Regions from separate parts of the Mus musculus genome. Here region 2 is linked to region 1. Evidence: chromatin contacts called from public Hi-C data. All regions are on one chromosome and are shown on one strand. The core of a region is the stretch at or near the end of the contact, and the rest is flanking DNA. Distances in the headings are between cores, read along the strand shown.

The links. Hi-C and Micro-C count contacts between places; a contact is called where the count stands out from the background.
Region 2: a Hi-C map of uterus shows a contact between it and region 1, with 7 times the contacts expected there. The contact joins the enhancer-like site here to the promoter of Pimreg in region 1. A contact is called at or near these places in 5 of 39 promoter capture datasets (the 3T3-L1 cell line, the C10 cell line, liver and 1 more) and 1 of 484 Hi-C or Micro-C datasets (uterus).

Annotation. Positions count from the first base shown.
Region 1 is chr11:72,041,242-72,043,941 of GRCm38.p6, reverse strand. It overlaps Pimreg (PICALM interacting mitotic regulator), which reads right to left and starts at 1,440. Exons shown (of 6, transcript NM_144526.3): 1 at 1,408-1,440; 2 at 605-925. The coding sequence starts at 892. It also overlaps a transcript of Aipl1 not described here.
Region 2 is chr11:74,408,249-74,410,948 of GRCm38.p6, reverse strand. The region is part of intron 14 of Rap1gap2 (RAP1 GTPase activating protein 2); the gene reads left to right. Among named protein-coding and RNA genes, the nearest start is that of Olfr412, 45 kb to the right of the region's middle. Within about 2 kb of position 1,393, at least 133 of the 459 cell types and tissues checked have an H3K27ac peak or open chromatin away from gene starts, as enhancers often do. A contact at or near this core is called in uterus, where this site is marked.

The DNA.
Region 1 (2,700 bases), core at 191-2,690:
CACCCCTCAAATCTGCCTTCTGAACCGCTCAGGAAGTTGCACCCTTTCTGCAAGCCCCGCTCCTCTGCCTTTTTCTACCAAATAGTTGACAGCTAAGGTGTAAGAGTGTGACTGGGAGACTTTAAATGGGGGTCAGCACACAGGATCACCTCTCTCACTATACTGACTGCTTAGCTTCACACTGGGGACTCTTCTCTTCAGCATCCACGCTGGACTCACTCACAGCATCCCACTGGCCCTGTGCCTACATACACCTCCCCTTTCCTGAGTGATCTTGGAAGAGTCACCTATTCTAGGAAGTCTTTATCCACTAAGCTTGAGACTGGTATCTCTTTATAGATAGCCATTTCCTGCAATTTTCTATCACAGGACATGGCAGGTCACCTTGCATGGGGAACACCAATTTCTTCCATGACTTTATTCACCTACTGATTTGTTGGGAAACTATTATGTGCCAGAATGACCGGGGTTCTGGGAAAATGGCAAGAACCTAATCAAACCCCAAGACCCCATGGAGTCTATATTCCTGGGGTCTCCCTGAGGATAGGGACAGTCAACACCAAGGACGCTTCTGTAAACAGACGGCTGGTGGTGTCATTGTTACCTGGGACATGGCACCCAAGGCGCTTTTGGCTGAGCGAGCTGCAGCCTGAAGACCTTGCTGCTCTGGCTCTGGACTTTCCAGGCGTTTCCAGGAGGGGCCGTTACCGAGGTTCAGGCTGACCGCTCTCAGAGGCAGCCTCCTTTGGAATTGTCTGCACAGGGAGCCCAAGGGACCGGTCTCCGGATGACCCCCAGCAGACCGGGTCACCTCCTTCTTCTCTAGCTGTTCCTCCTTTAGGAGTGATCGTCTGCGCACAGAGGTCCTCATGCCCTGCCACTGAGACGCCATGTGCTTGGTCCAGTTTCCGCTGCCCGCTAGATCCTGGGGAGGTCAAAAGGTCATCAAAGTACTCCCTGACCCCATTCCAAGGCTCCAGGGACCTTGGGAACTGGGAAAGAGATGAAGTGGAACCTCGCGGGGTAGGCCTGTTGGGCAATTGTGGATGCCAGAAAGATGACCAATGGCATCATGGTCAGCAGCTGCCTCCGTTGCAAGGCGGCAATTTGTCCGTCTTTCCATCCTAGCCTATTCCCCATAGGCTAAGTGGAGTGGCACACAGGTCACGGAGCCTCGGCGCTTACGCAGGGCACCAGCAGTATGCTGTTTTCACAAATTTTCCTCTCCGGAGCAGATTTAGCAATCCAGCCAAGGCCTCGGATCCGATGGGGCGTTTGCAACTCCTAGACATTCCCTTTGTCTTGTGGGTCCTATCCAGAGCTCCTGACCCGTTCCCCATTCAGAGCTCCCCGTGAGACCGTCCCCCACCCCCCTCCTTAAGCCCCTCGGTAACCCCGCATGCTCACCTCCCTGCTCGATACCCGGACCCGAAGATCAACACCCTCTCCTAGCCCACCGCAGCCGATTTGAAACTCCGCGCGGCCCCGCCCCGCCCCGGCGCTTGCAGCCCATTGGCCCTATCAGCCATCCACCACCGCCGCCCCGGATTTCGATTGGTCTTTTTCTCTCGTGACTGTAAATCCTGCTTTGGGATTGGCCTGGCCACGCCCATACATCGTTCGTAGACCCCCCACCTGGCTCGCCGCAGAGGGGTCCAGGTCGCCACCGGATCACTGTTACCGACCAGCCCGCCTCCCTACATCCCGGCTGCTTGGTCCCAGGCGACCGCGCCTAGTCCATCGTTCTCCCAAGCTCTCTTCTTCAAGCATGCAGGTCAGGGTGCAGGATGCTGCGGGGGTTCAGGTCACCGCCACCCAGGGCACGCGCCCCTTTCAGTCCTTCACCCCGCCTAACTTCTCTCCCACGATAAGTAGTTTTGTCAAAGCGATAGGCTGGGACTGCCGAGCTTTGCGATCCCTGGGAAGTTTTGTTTCAAATTCCCCGCGTAATTCTCTTCCTTCCTGCGAGATGGCCCTGCCCCTGTCTGTTCCTCAAACAAACACCCTGCTGGCGGCGCCCAAGAAAGCACATCTCAGAGGAGGGGACAGACTGTAGATCACCCTCTCCACAGTTAGGTCAGTTCCTCTGCCGGGTCTTGCTCTACGCATCTTTCAATCTTTCTTTCCTGTAGTCTGCCAGCAAGCTAAAAAAACAAAACAAGAAACAAAGACGACGACGACAAACAACAGCAACCCAGGCTGGGTCACTTTCTCCCATGCTTTCATTTTTATGGTTTTGACTTTTTTTAAAAAAAATATTTTTATTTTTAATTATATGTCTCTGTGCATGTAAATGCCTGTGGGGTGGCGTGGTGGCGACACAGAAGAGGAAGTCAGACCCTCTGGAGCTGGAGTTAGAGGTGGTTGGTTCTAACTGGCCACACTCAGCCTCCCCAAGATTGAAATCAAGGGGCCTGGCGTGCCACCACAATGGGGCCTTCTTATCGGTCCTCAAAAAAGAATTTCTCTTCTCCCTCCTCTCTCCTTTCCTCAGCCTGGAGTGAGACTCCTAGAGACTCTTCAGGCCTCTTCCTGGTGTCAGGATTGTCTGACCCTCTCCTGACCTCAGTGTTTACCTCCCAACCCCCTATAATAATAATGGTTGATTTGTGTGTAGCACTTGCAAACACTCCCTTTCTATCAGCAAGCCCAGTTTATCCCCAGTGCTCTGCAGCTCTGTGAGGTAGCTGGGGTGTGGAG
Region 2 (2,700 bases), core at 144-2,643, 2.4 Mb before region 1:
AATTTGGAAAGATGCCCGTGTCTTCTAAGGTGCTCCCCAGAGCACCCCTCCCCCCCAGGCACTATGGGTGATGCATAAACTGTGAGGAGAACTGGGTTAGCTCCCTCAGGGCCCCCTGGCTGACACTGGGCCTTAGCTGAACCCTGAAGTAGGAGGGCCAACAATGAAAAAGGAGAGTAAAGGCGGGAGGGACCCCAGAAGACAGAATGACCGAGCAGCCTGGGGTCTCTGCTTCTGTCTCTTTGTTGATGTGTGACTGCAAGTCAGTTCCTTCCCTCTCTGGGCCTTTGTTTCTATCTTTGCAAAACAGGAAATCTGGATTTTAAAGCCTCAGGGTCCTTCTAGCCATGGCTACTTATGGGAGCAGAGACAGGCAGGATGGGGTATGGGCTGCCGGATGGTTTGGGGAACTCTGTGATGAAGGTGACCTTTTGTACATGTAGGTCGACAGGGAAAGTAAAGACAAAAAACCTGAGTGATTGATGGTGGCTTCTGCTCTGGGCCAGGCTTTGCATTACAGCAGTCTTCTTCGTCTTCTACATTTGTGTGTGTGTGTGTGTGTGTGTGTGTGTGTGTGTGTGTGCATGCGTGTGCATATGGAAATCAGAGGCCAACTTGCAGGAGTCAGTTCTCTCCTTCCACTATGTGGCTCCTAGGGATTGAACCCAGGTTGTTAGGTTTGGTGGCAAGTGCCTTTAGCCACAGAGCCGTCTTTCTAGCCCCTCGGATAGTCTTCTTGAAGTCTAACAAGGCCCATTAGTCTGCTCATAGGGAAGAGATTGAAGCTGATTGATGCTGAGGGCACTTAGAGCTGAGGCCGCAGAGCCAGGGAGCCGGGAGCTGGAAGTCTTCCCAGGAGCCTCTGGGGCATGTGAGAAACCGGCCCCGTGGGTGTGTGTGAAGTGTGGCTGGAATTGAATCACTTCTCAGGTAGGGCTATCTCATTCCCATTCACTCCAGGTTGGAAAGAGATTCCAGCTCAGCAATCAATAGGATTCCCCCATCCCTCCCTGCAGGGGCCAGTCCACCTCACTCCTGGAGTTCTGCCAAGGTTTCAAGACTTGGCTGTGAAACAGGCAGCTGGGGAGGGCCTTCCCTTGCCTATCCTGACTCCCTCTGAGCAGCCCTGCCAGTCTTCTGGGTGGCAGGCCATCCCTGGACATGGGGGTTTTGTTGGGTCTCTAGCCTTCCCTCTCTAAGCTCCCCTGGGCATCTGGTTGTAAGCCGAGAGGAGGGGGAGACCGAGGTCAGAGGAGGAGCTAGGATACGGATGGGACGTGGATGGACATTACCAGAAAGGTCTTGGGCCCTGCCCTGCTGCCCTGTGGATTTAAAGGCATTCCTAAGACCCTTACCCTGTCAGAATAGACTACTTTAATGCAGGCCTGAGGAGGAGGGGCCGGGCTAGGGAAACAGCTGGGCCTGCAGGCATCTGTGCTTTGTCCCACATGTCCCAGATACCCAGAGTGGGCAGCCAGATTCTTCTTCTGAGATGGAACAAAACAAAACAAAAACCAAAAACCTGACACACAAGCTTGATAAGTCCCCAGATTGTCTCTGTCCTCAATACCTGTGTGTCTGTGTCCCCCTTCCCAACATAACAAGTACACATGTGCACTAGACTTGGGCCACCAGTGCATGGTTGGTGGCTGGGGGTGGGGGTGGGCTGTGTCTAGCAGCTGGGGCTCAGCCAGAAATCTTGTCAGTGAACACAAAACCATTTCTTGAGACTCTGAGTACCTCAGTTTGGGCCATGTAAATGGCCTTGAGCTTGTAAGAAGAAGGCCCCATTGACCAAAGCTCTGCTTCTCCCCGCTGGACCTGGCAGGGCCCCAAGCTGCCTGCTCACCCAGTCTGGCAGACTCTTGCATCTGCCCTACTTCACAGGACAGAGTGGTTGGCAGCCTGCCAGGGCCTTCACGTCAGCCACTGCTAGTGAAGGGATAGGGCAGCCTCCCAAGAGCCCTGTAGCCTCAGGGGCTAACAGCAGGTGAAACCTAGGTACTTGCACAAGAGAGGAGGTGAGGAGTGGAAGCCACCTGCTGCAGGACCACCCTTGTGCTGGAGTCTCTGGATGGTCTTACAGTCCAGCCTCAGCATCTGGCCAGAGCCTGGATGTCCCCCATCCTCTTTCCCAGTCAATGCCCTTGGTATCTCTGTGCCCAAGCCTCAGCCAGAATGACTGGCTCCACATGTAGAGCCAGGCTTCAGACCTGGGTCACTGCCTGTGTCAACTTGCAGAGCCCCAAGCTTTCCTTGCAACCAGTATTTACTTGTTTCTTTAAAAAAATTATTTGTTGTTGATTTTGCTACTGGTGGCGTGTGTGTGTATGTATGTGTATGTGTGTGCATGAGCGTGCATGTGCACATGTGTACTTGTTATGTTGGGAGGGGGGACACAGACACACAAGTACTGAGAGAAGAGACAATCTAGGGACTTACCAAGCTTGTGTGTCAGGTTTTTGTTTTTTTAATCTGTGGAGCCATTTCTGTGGTCCAGTAGTTACCTTTTAAACACTCTGAGTTTGATTTATGGCTAGGTTAATGGGGAGTCAGAGTTGGGTTGGAGCAGTCTGGATTCTCTGTGCCCCTTTCTCTGGTTTTAGGGTGCTTGTTCCATGTCTTAGCCATCTGTTTCCTCATCAGTAAAATGAGCAGTAGTTCTCAGTTGCTTTCTCTGGGATGGATGCTGTAATGGGG